Regions from separate parts of the Sus scrofa genome. Here region 2 is linked to region 1. Evidence: chromatin contacts called from public Hi-C data. All regions are on one chromosome and are shown on one strand. Each heading gives the region's core, a stretch centred on a gene start, on an enhancer-like site or on the middle of the called end of the contact. The rest is flanking DNA. Distances are from core to core; before and after follow the strand shown.

What was found. A called contact is a pair of places that touch in the nucleus more often than the background predicts.
Region 2: a contact with region 1 is called in a Hi-C map of alveolar macrophages, with 2.2 times the contacts expected there. The contact joins two enhancer-like sites. A contact is called at or near these places in 16 of 47 Hi-C or Micro-C datasets (alveolar macrophages, blood, embryonic fibroblasts and 10 more).

The regions. Positions count from the first base shown.
Region 1 is chr6:92,250,208-92,256,042 of Sscrofa11.1, forward strand. It overlaps COL8A2 (collagen alpha-2(VIII) chain), which reads right to left. Exons shown (of 4, transcript XM_021095925.1): 3 at 493-713. The coding sequence starts at 697. Among named protein-coding and RNA genes, the nearest start is that of ADPRHL2, 15 kb to the left of the region's middle. Within about 2 kb of position 3,489, at least 13 of the 83 cell types and tissues checked have an H3K27ac peak or open chromatin away from gene starts, as enhancers often do. A contact at or near this core is called in alveolar macrophages, where this site is marked.
Region 2 is chr6:92,404,066-92,409,900 of Sscrofa11.1, forward strand. THRAP3 (thyroid hormone receptor-associated protein 3) reads left to right here. Exons shown (of 12, transcript XM_021095929.1): 9 at 1,002-1,189; 10 at 4,127-4,322; 11 at 4,766-4,909. Among named protein-coding and RNA genes, the nearest start is that of SH3D21, 6.3 kb to the right of the region's middle. Within about 2 kb of position 3,381, at least 21 of the 83 cell types and tissues checked have an H3K27ac peak or open chromatin away from gene starts, as enhancers often do. A contact at or near this core is called in alveolar macrophages, where this site is marked.

The DNA of each region.
Region 1 (5,835 bases), core at 2,239-4,738:
AGACTCCTCCCGGTTTTCTCCTCCCTGTTCTCCTGGAAGATGAATTCAGGGGTGGTCCAGTGGCCATCTGGGGCGCTGCAGAGTATCCACACCCAGGACTCCTACCCCAGCGCCCAACCTCCCCAGGCCTTCTCATCCCTGCGTGACTGAGGTGGAATGGCCACCAGGGGGCACCAGCAGCCCTCCTTAGAGCCGATCGGAGCCGACCTTCCCGCATTTCCCCGCGTTCCTCCCCGTCCCTCTCCCACCCCACCGAAAGCCCACCTCCACCAGCCACTGCACCCGCTTCCGAGCCGTCTCGGGTGGGAGGCGCTGGGTCAGCGGGAGGAAGGCAGTGGAGACGGGAAAGTCTGGTGAAAATTGAGGGGCTGTGGCCGATGGGCACCACAGGCCAGGGTCCCCCCCACCCACCCCGCGCCCAAGGCTCCGCTTTAGTCCCTGCTGGGCAGAGCTGGGGATCTGGACTGTGCGGGGCGGGAGGGTGGCGCTCACCCAGGTACTGGCCCTTGCCCTCGCGGAAGGGCGGCCCCACCGGTCCTTTGTGCATGGGCTGCACGTACTGCACCGGCGCGTAGCCCGCTGCCCCGGCGGCCCCACCACCGGCGGCCGCCCTCGGCCAGCACCCCAGCAGCAGCAGCAGCAGCAGCAGCAGCAGAGGTAGCGAGAGTGAAGGCAGGGGCGTCAGAGCCCCCCGCATGGCGTCCACGGGCGTGCTGCAGGGAGGAACAGAGAGGGGCCATCAAGCCAGCCCATGGGTGGTTTGGCACCAGGCCCAGGGACTCACAAAAGGATCAGCATTTAGATATTAGTTTTTTAAACATATATTTAAATATTTTATTTTATTTGCTTCTTACAGCTGCACCGGCAGCATATGTTGGTTCCCAGGCTAGGGGTCGAATCAGAGCTGTAGCTGCCAGCCTACACCACAGCCACAGCAAGGAGGGATCCAAGCCACACCTCGGACCTACACCACAGCTCACAGTAACGCCAGATCCTTAACTCACTGATGGAGGCCAGGGATCCAACTTGCGTCCTCATGGAGGCTAGTCAGATTCATTAACCACTGAGCCACCACGGGCGAGCATTTAGGTATTATTCACAAGCAATTCTCAAAGTCTCAGAGTCTGCAGAAGTTAGTAAACCTCTCCTAACCCTGCCCATTGCTCTCCATGGTCACCATCCAAGTCTACCGGGCCTCCCCACCCGCCCCCCACAACAGTCTCCCCCGAACCACTCACTTGACAGCCAAACGCCCTTCCAAAGCGCCTCCAACCTTGGCATAGCTCTGCCAGAAACCTTTGATGATTATACCCACTAACATGTGCTGGGCTGGCTCTCTGCCAGCAACCCAGCTAAATTCTCTAGAGATGGGAGCTCACTTAATCCTCCCAACACTTTAACAAGGTATTATTATTGGAGTTCCTGTTGCGGCTCAGCAGTTAACAAATCCGACTAGGACCCACAAGGTTGCAGGTTCGATCCCTGGTCTCGCTCAGTGGGTTAAGGATCCGGTGTTGCCATGAGCTGTAGTGTAGGTCGCAGACACGTCTCAGATCTGGTGTTGCTGTGGCTCTGGTGTAGGCTGGCAGCTACAGCTCTGATTAGACCCCTAGCCTGGGAACCTCCATATGCCACCAGGGCAGCCCTAGAAAAGATTTAAAAAAATAATAAAGACAAAAAAACCCACAAGGTATTATTAATGTCAATTCCATTTTCCAGATGACGAAACTAAAGCAAAGGTCTCTAGGAATCAGAACTGGGATTTAACTAATGTCTATCTGACCTCACACTGCCCTTCTGGGGCTCCCAGTTGCCTTCAGGATCAAGTCCTTGGTGCCCAATGTGGCATTAAAGGCCTTTAAAATCTAAGCCTCTAATGAGTGCCTGTGTCTTCAACCCTATCACCAGCCTAAGTCCTCCACTCACAGCTGGGAGAGCCTGGGCAAGAGGTTTCCATTCTTGAACCTCAGTTTCCTCATCTGTAAAATGGAAATCATATGTCCACACAAAAACATGTACATGAATGTTGATAGTGACATTATTCATAACAGCCACAAAACAGAAACACAGATGTGCATTAACTGATGAATGAAGAGGGTGGTATATCCCTATTATGGAATATTATTCAACAATTACAAAAGTGAAGTACTGGAGTTGCCATGTGGCTCAGTGGTAATGAATCTGACTAGTATCCAGGAAGACACGGGTTTGATCCCTGACCTCGCTCAGTGGGTTAAGGATCCAGCATTGCTGTGACCTGTGGTGTAGGTCGCAGACGAGGCTTGGATCCCGCATTGCTGTGGCTGTGGTTGAAGCATAGGCCAGCAGCTACAGCTCCAACTGGATCCCTAGCCAGGGAACTTCCATATGCCGTGGGTGTGGCTCTAAAAAGACCAAAAAAATTTAAAAAAAAAGTGAAGTATTGATAAATGCCACAGTACAGATGCATCTTAAAAGCATAGTAAGTGAAGAAGCCAGTCACAAAATCATATTATATAATTCTATTTGTATGAAATGTTCAGAATAGGTAAATCTATAGAGATAGAAAAAAGATTATTGAGTGCCAAAGGCTGCAGGTGGTGGTGAAAACAGGGATGACTGCTAATGGGTTCAGTGTTCCTATTAGAGGTGGTCAAAATGTTCTAAATTGATTGTGGTGATAGTTGCACAATTCTGTGAATACCTTTAAAAAACATTTGTTTTGGAGTTCCCATGGTGGCTCAGCGGAAACAAACCTGACTAGCATCCATTAGGATTCAGGTTTGATCCCTGGCCTTGCTCAGTGAGTTAGGGATTCAGCATTGCTGTGAGCTGTGGTGTAGGTCGAAGATGTGGCTCCAATTTGGTGTTGCTGTGGCTGTGGTGTAGGCTAGCGGCTACAGCTCCCATTCAACTCCCAGCCTGGGAACCTCCATATGCCGCAGGTGCAGCCCTAAAAAGACAAAAAAAAAAAAAAGTACATTTTAAATGAGCCAACTGTATGCTATGTGAATTGTGTCTCAATAAAGTTTTGGTTTTTTTCTTTTTAGGGCCTCACCTGCAGCATGTGACATTCCCAGGCTAGGGGTCAAATGGAAGGTGAAGTTGCCTGCCTGTGCCACAGCCACCACAACACTGGATCCGAGCCATATCTGCCACCGGCATCACAGCTTGCAGCAATGCCAGATCCTTAACCCACTGATGGAGGCCAGGGATGGAGCCCACATCCTCATGGATACTAGTTGGGTTCTTAACCCTCTGGCCACGATGGGAACTCCTCAATAAAGTTTTGTGGGTTTTTTTGTTTGTTTTGTTTTTTTAATGCCAGGCTAACAATCTGCTTCTCAGGGCTGCTGTGATGATTAGAGAGATCATGTCTGCCTCAGGGGGGACACCCATCAATATCTGAAGAGGGGACTAAGCTGGCCTTTTGCACAGCCCAGGGAAGTCCCACTTCCCCTGCATCCCTGCCCTGGGCTCCCCTCATCCCGCCCAGGGCCTCTCCACGTCTGGCCACAAGAGGGGGCAGGATGGGGTGAGCACATCCAGGGATGCACGTGGGGCTGAGTGTGGAGCTGCAGGGCAGTGTTCCTGCAAACTCAGTATCACACAGGGCTTTGCTGGAATGAACACAGGGCTCCCAAGAATGTGGGTGATGCTGCCAACCCAGCTCTGCCATCAGCCCATCTGTAACCTTAGGCAGGCGGCTCAACCTCCCTGAGCCCCAGGGTAATAGTAACACCTGCCACCTACGGGCTCCCCAGTCACCAGGCGAGGCTTCACCAGCTTCGCCTCACTAATCTTCTCAGTGACCCCCCCCCCATCGGCTCATACAATTATCATCCCCTATTTTATAGGTGAAGCAACAGAAGCTTAGACTAAGGATCTTGCCCAGACCACCACTTGCCCTCGACACAGGCCCCCTGTTCTATCTGTACCAGGATTAAGGCTGCACCATATAGGCCTGGCCCTCAGCTACTGCTGATGGAAATTCTGGCCAGGCCCTGTTCTAATGTTCGAGATCCCCTCCACATTCAGCCCTCTTTTACAGACGAGGAAACCAGGGTGCAGTCAGGGCCTAAACTCAGGCACTCTGACTCTTGAGACCCAGCCCCTAACCACCACACCATGCAGCCTCTCTGGAGCTGGATAAGGGCCCTCCTACACTGGCCCCCTGAGCCGGGGGCTACTGGAGTGGAGGGTGGTGCTCACACATGCACAGAGCTAGAAGGTTCTGCCTGGTGGGTGGGCAGGGGCTGAGAGGAGCAGGAAGCAGGGAGAGGAGAGTGAGCAGTTCTGGCCCGGGTGGGCCAGAGGCCAAGATCATGGCACCACCACAGGAGGATTCAAGGCAGCCCTGACTCTGGGGAGCGCTGGTCCCCTTCCCATGCTGAGCTGAGGCTTTACTGGGTGTGGGAGTGATGGAGGGTGCAGGCCGCCCCAGGTTCAGCAGGGAGGGTAGGGGCGCAGGGCAGTGGGGCGGGGGAACACGACTGTGCAGGAGCACAGGCAGGGGGCGCCAGAGGAAGAGCCCCGGGCCCAGTCAGGAGCCCAGGCAAAGCCCCCTGCCAGCTCCCCGCCTTTCCTTCCTCCTTAGCAAGGTGGGTCTTCAGGAAGCATCCCTGAGTTTGCCCCCTCCCCGCACCCCCTGCACCGTGGACGTGGGGCAGGTCCCCGCAGGACCCCAGAGCAGGTGTTTCCTCTAGAGGGAGGAGTGTCGGAGTGAGGACAGCTCACACCACCGCCTAAGTGGGGCCCATTCCACGTGTGATGTCATTCCCGCAAGGTCCCCAGGGGAGTGGCCAGAGGCGGCAGCCAGGATCTGAGCGGCGGTCTGTGAAGAACCTGAGCTCTTAACGGGCAGGCACTGCCTGCCGTGGGGGAGGGAGGCTGGGGGAGCCTGCCAGAGCCCGAGCTAGACAGACAGAGGAGCAAAGCGAGAGCGTCGCTTCCAGCTCCAAGCTGCCTGTGGGTTTGAGGAGGGAAAAATTACTCCAGCTCATAGAGGGGAGGCAGCTGTGCCAGTCCGGGGGCGGGGGCGGCGTACTGGGGACTGAAGCCCGCCCACGGCCAGAGAGGGGGTGTGCTGAGCCTGTTGCAGGGGCTGCAGAGAACTGGCGGCCCTGAATGGTGCAACGTGGCAGCCCAGGTGGGAGGGACAGCCCCCCAACTCCAGCCACTGTCAGAGCCGAGGGTGTCCCGACACCTGGGAGCTCCCCGCTCTCCCCCTTCTGCTTCTCCATCTCCTAACTCTTACTCATTGGACATCCGGAAGGCCTATTGGCTGCCTCCCCAGGGCTCCCCCAGTGCCTGCAGGTCCCCCTCACAGCTCTCAGTTCCCCTCTTTGGCCCCCCACGCTAACCCTCACTCCGTGCACAGCGCAGGACTTGGCTGGCACACAGCGATGCCCCATAAATGTTTGTTGAACTCAAATTTGCTGTCAGATTTAAAGATCACCCCAATAGTCTCTCAGATTTTGCCCAGATATGTCACACGGCCCTAGGAGCCCCCTCCCCTCCTGGGAATGGGAAGAGGTGGGACATTCGCGTGGCCTACATCAAGGAACTTCAGCTAAGAACAGCCTGCACCGGGAATAAAGGCACAGGGGAGAGACTCTCACAGCCCATCCCTTCACTTGCTCTTGGCCGCTCCATAGGTGGGGGAGGGCCCCAAGGCTCAAGCCCGGCTCTGCTGTGTGATCCTGGGCAGGTCATCACCCTCTCTGGTGACCTCTTAGGAAGGAAGGCAGGAGCCTCGGCAGCTGGGAAGGGGCTGGGATGGCAGAGGCGTGGGGTGGGATCATGAGGAGACGCTGATTCAGGGGATGGAGTGGTGGCGGCAGCAGGGTGGACGCG
Region 2 (5,835 bases), core at 2,131-4,630, 150 kb after region 1:
TGGAGGGTACAGAGGCCCCACTTGCAGAAACAGCCACCACGTGATAAAGTGAACCTGCTTATACCTACCACTTCTGTAATTAAAATTAATTTTTTTTTTCAACAGAAAGCTTAGTCGTTTGTGTAAGTAAAATGTTAATACAGAGTGAACTGCTCCTTTCCTCCTTTTTAGGGAGCTTTTACTTCCATGAGACAAGTCTTAGTGTAGAACATCCCTGAAACCACCTTACATCTCTGCTTCCCTTGAGCTTCTCAAGAGCTGTTTGAAGGCCCTTGGCCTGATAGTTTGGGGTAGAAGGCCGCTGTCGTTGCTAGGCTCATGCTGTATCTGCAGTATACTTACCCGGATAGGTTACACTTCCTAGGAAGTTAGCAAAAAAGATTTTTATTTTTCTCTTTCTTTTTTTAAAAAATAAACTTTGATGTTTCCACTTTATGAATTCTCCATTATGGTTTTTGATAATCCCTCTTTAGAAATTTCTCAATATAACTAACCATTTTGAGAGGCTGCCCAAGTCTCTTGTTGTCTGTCACTGGATTCCATACTCAAGAGATTCTGTGGAGGAGGAGAGGTCCTGGGGGGGCTGCCAAAGAGAAGGTAGGGGAAATAACAGCATTTCCACTCTCGGTGGTGACTGAGCCTGAACCAGCCTAACCGATACCTTCCAGAGCTGATTTTGGCTTTCTCAACTTGTCGGCTAGCCAGTCATTCCTGGGCCACGGAGGGAAACAGCAAAGTGAGCTGTGTGTATGCACAGGCGCCGCAGCATTTGCAGAAGGCTGTGGTCATTGTTTTAGAGAACGGGTTTGGGCTCTGAAGGGATCCTCATAAAATGACTCCTATGGAAGATCTCGTATCCCTGCCTAGCTCGGGTGAGGTGCCGCCTCGCGCTCCTGGTGCTTCCTCTGCACCACTCCATTGGAGTAGAAACCAGTTTGTGGGGTGGTTGAGTTGGTAGCCCTGAATCCCAAGAACTTTCATTTTGATGTCTCTTTTGGCAGGCTGAGGGAAAATACAAAGATGATCCCGTTGATCTCCGCCTTGATATTGAGCGTCGTAAAAAACATAAAGAGAGAGATCTTAAACGAGGTAAATCAAGAGAGTCAGTGGATTCCCGAGACTCAAGCCACTCGAGGGAACGCTCAGCTGAGAAAACGGAGAAAACTCATAAAGGATCAAAGAAACAGAAGTACGTCATCCATGAGCCCTTGTCTGTCACCTTATTCAGACTCCTGAGTGGCCTCTGTCTGCCCTCCATTAGGCTGTACTGCAGACCCTCCACGGCAGAGAACTTGGGTTAGAAACGGTAGCCACGTGTGCAGTTTCTTTGAACTGTCAAGTAAGGTCCCTGGATTAAAAGCAGAACTTTTGCACAAATGTAGGCATAATCCTTGTCCAAGGGAGGCCTCCCCACTCGGAGATGATGGGCAGTTGATTTGGCTCTAGGGACAGTGTGCAGAATCATTGGGAATTCTTTTTGCATTTATTTTGGACACGTTCTTTGTCATGTCCTTGCTCAGTACAGATCTTGGGGGGTTATGTTTTAGAAATGGCTCAAAGTTGTTGTCAGGTAATGACAGTGGTGGGAGAAACAGGGTGGAACTGGATAGGACAAGTTCGTTGATCTCAAATGCCTTTTAAACTAGTTTCACAGACACTTCCAAGAGAGGGATTGTTCCAAATATTCTTTTAACAAAGGTAGTACTGTTGCGCTTCATAAGGCGGCATTTATACCAAGGTCCTGTTGTTTCTACTTATGGTTTTTTTTTGTCTTTTTGCTATTTCTTGGGCCGCTCCCGAGGCATATGGAGGTTCCCAGGCTAGGGGTCGAATCGGAGTTGTAGATGCCGGCCTACGCCAGAGCCACAGCAATTCGGGATCCGAGCCACGTCTGCAACCTACACCACAGCTCACGGCAGCGCTGGATCGTTAACCCACTGAGCAAGGGCAGGGACCAAACCCGCAACCTCATGGTTCCTAGTCGGATTCGTTAACTACTGCGCCACGACGGGAACTCCATCTACTTAGGTTTTTGAATGTTTATGACTTTTCAGTCATGTCTCATTAAAGGTAACAGAGTTAGGAGTGGCTACAGCTCTGATTCGACCCCTAGCCTGGGAACCTCCATATGCCGTGGGAGCGGCCCAAGAAATGGCAAAAAGACAAAAAAAAAAAAAGGTAACAGAGTTAAAACCTCATGCCTTTCTGTAAGAAGCAACACCACTTCTGTTGTCTATGAACTTTAACTGGTAAGCACGTTCGTATTCATTGCCCTTTTTTGGGGGGGCCACACTGGCCCCATATGGAGGTTCCCAGGCTAGGGGTCCAATCACCACAGCCTACACCGCAGCCAACAGCGTGGGATCCAAGTTGCGTCTGTGACCTACACCACAGCTCACAGCAATGCCAGATCCTTAACCCCCTGAGAGAGGCCGGGATCCATCCCGCATCCTCATGGGTACTGGTCAGGTTTATTAACCGCTAAGCCATGACGGGAACTCCCTATTTTCTGATAATAGTCCTTTGAGATACGTTGGACAGTGAGTAGGCTACCTGATTTGCCCATTTGAAAGATAAAAAAGTAAGCCCAGGATGATTTGTCCAAGGTCACACTGTATCGACTGACATCAAACCTCAGATCTTCTGTTTGTCTCCCTTCCAGTCTGTTACTCATGCATGAACGAGCTCTAGCAGCTTTCGGGGCTCCCCACAGATGCAGGACTGATGATTCGCTGTAGGGAACGGAAGTGGGGGTACAGTAGTCGTCAGTGCTGCCCCTGGTGGAAAGGGAGCAGGAGCCCTCAGGCGTTTCAGGATTGGCCTTGGATCACTGATCCTTATTCTTTTCGCTTATTCCTTTCTGTCTGATTTGCTCTGTAACCTTGAACAAGTCTCTAGCAACCCTAGTGTTTTGTGATTGGGGCGAGAAGAAGAATGACAGTTGTGTCACTGTTCTCTTTGTATGTCACACTTGAGTTGATACAAGGACTCTTTCTCATATGCCTGAAGGGTGGCTCACCCAAGGTTACACAGCTAATAAAAGGCAGTGTTGGGACTTAAATCTGGGGTCTTTTGGAGTGTTATTTTTGAAAACTTCTTGAACTAGCAGTGAGTCAAACATTCGAGTTGTAAGAATCCTGTGGAAGTAACTTAGATTTTCCTTTTTTTATGAGTAAATGTTAGAGCCAGAAGGATTCAGATAATTAAGTATTTGATCATCTCAACTGTTTGGGGGTTGGGGTAGGAGGCGGGGGCCAGGGGCTTTTCATAATGGAGGAGGGTAATGATGTGTTACTGGCACTTGGCTGGCTCCTCCCTGTAAGGCCTCCTCTCCTCTTGGGAGCCTGGCCTTTCTGCCACCTTAGACGTAGTTGGTACCCTCCTCCACTACCACATGGCAGTACGTAGACTGTGACTCATCGTATTAGTGTGATTTGCCTAGTCTGTAATTTCCCCCAGATGAAGGGCAGGAAGGGAAATAACTCTGGGAAGAGTTTCACCAGATCCTCTGCTTAATGACACAATCTGTTTAAGCTCAGTGGAAGGTGGGAGGTGGTTTGCGGAGTAGTCGTATAATTAGAGCTAGGTGTGAATCCAGGTCTGCTCAGCTCTGTCACCTGAACATCCTGTCTATAAAATGGGGGAAATACTACTGAATAGTCCTAATTGCCATTTACTGAGTGCCTTCTACATCAGTGTAAAGTGTTTTAAGCACACTGTTTTTTAAATCTTTAGAGTAGCCTCACAAAACAGGTACCATTCTTCCTAGGAGAAATAAAACTAATATAAAGCCGAGACAGATGGTAATAGATAAAGCCTGTCCCAGTGCCACATACCCTGTGGCTCTACATACGCTGTTTGTTTCCTTCTGCCTTTCTGATTTGTGCTTGGGTATTAGACTGAACTACCAGAGGCCATGGACTGTGTTTTGTTCCTCCTCCTCTGTATTTCCCATGTTCATTCCAGGCTCAGACCTAGGCGTGTCCCTGGGTGGGAAAGTTGGGGGTGAGTTGTTGTTTCATCATAGACCTACTGCTGATTACACTGTGCTACTTCTCCGGGAGCCCCCAGCCAAGGACCCTACCCTAGAAGCTGACTGATTTCTCTGGCTCTTCTGTTTTCATAGGAAGCACCGGAGAGCACGAGACCGATCCAGGTCATCTTCCTCTTCTTCCCAGTCATCCCACTCCTACAAAGCAGAAGAGTACACTGAAGAGACCGAGGAGAGAGAGGAGAGTACCACCGGCTTTGACAAATCAAGACTGGGGACCAAAGACTTCGTGGGTCCAAGCGAGAGAGGAGGCAGAGCTCGAGGGACCTTTGTAAGCCCCTGTCCCCTCTCCCTTTCTCTCCGCCCTTACTTCCACCAGTTCCACTCATGTGCTAGAATACCTGTTTTGTTGCCCTTGATACAAGTAACCCAGTTTCTAAACCCTAGAATCCGTGGTTCCCCAATTCCCAGGCTTTCCATTTTCAGTTTTTTCTATTTATAATCACTTAGCCAGAAAGCCTCTTAGGGCTTCTGGTCTGAAGTTCACTTATCTCGACTCCATCCTGCTGTGTGTAGGGAGGCCCCGTACCATGTCGACTTCTGTCTAGGCTACAGACTTGAGAGGTACAGAAAGGGAATGGCTAGAAACCAGGTGACCAGCTGTCTATTTTGTGCCAGAAAAGTGTTTGAATAGAAAGCAAGGAGTTGTTTTTCTGCATTCCTTACATGGTCCCTTTGTCCTGTGTCCCCCCCACCCCTTGTTTATTGCCACAGCAATTTCGAGCCAGAGGGAGAGGCTGGGGCAGAGGTAACTACTCTGGTAACAACAACAACAGCAGCAACAACGATTTTCAGAAGAGAAACCGGGAGGAGGAGTGGGACCCTGAGTACACGCCCAAAAGCAAGAAGTATTACCTGGTATGTGTCTGGGGATAACCAGAAAGGGCCAAGGGGGCCTTTGGCACACACAGTAGCTGATACCGAGGCCTTGATTGGTCTCTTCAAAGCTGTGGTTAAAACGTGTGCAGGCACTGCACTGGCTACATAGGTGCTTGGAATAGTACAGTGTTGGCAGATGAGTGTTCCCCAGAGAGGCTGTCCTTGACCTTGAAAGTGTTATCTAAGATGTTTCTGGATTCCAGCATAAGCAGGAAAGGTTGCTCTTGCCTTTTTCATCTGTGAAGTTTTATTGCTTACTTTCCCTAACTCCAGCCTCCCTCCAGCCTTTACCCAAGATATCATTACTTTCCCCTGAGGCTGCAGCCCCTCCCTGTCACTCCTCAGCAGGAGATTGACAAGAAAGACTGCTCAGGATGTTTTTTTGAGGAAAGGGACCTGTCTCCAAAATGAAACACTGCTGGGGCTTCTCTTCTTCTAAGCTGTTGGTCATTCTCGGGTACTGGGCACCTTCTGAGCCTCTCCCTCTCAGGTTATGGCTCTTCTGAGGCTGAGTTACCTGGCCAATGAGTGAGCTCTCTTGGCCATACTGTGTCAGCAGTAGGCTCAGATCCAAGCAGATGTGACTTGGTGTTATAACCAAGGTAAACTTGGCAGCTGAGAGTCTCTCTTCACCTTTGAGGAGGACTGGCATGGAAACTGGAAGCTAGGAAACAGCTAAATCATTGTTCGTGGCTTCACTTTTCTAGGGCTTCTGGGAGCTACTTTGAGCCTCTCAGAGGAACCTTGAACCGCCATCCAGGGAAATGGCTGAGCTGGGATAGATACTGGAGTGGGGCTGTCTAGGGAAAGGATTAAAGGCCATACAAAGCCCATTTCCCTGCCCCTGTCTGCCACTGGAAGGAGCATTGCCAGCCTGATTCATTTAGGCTTGTGAACAAGCAGCT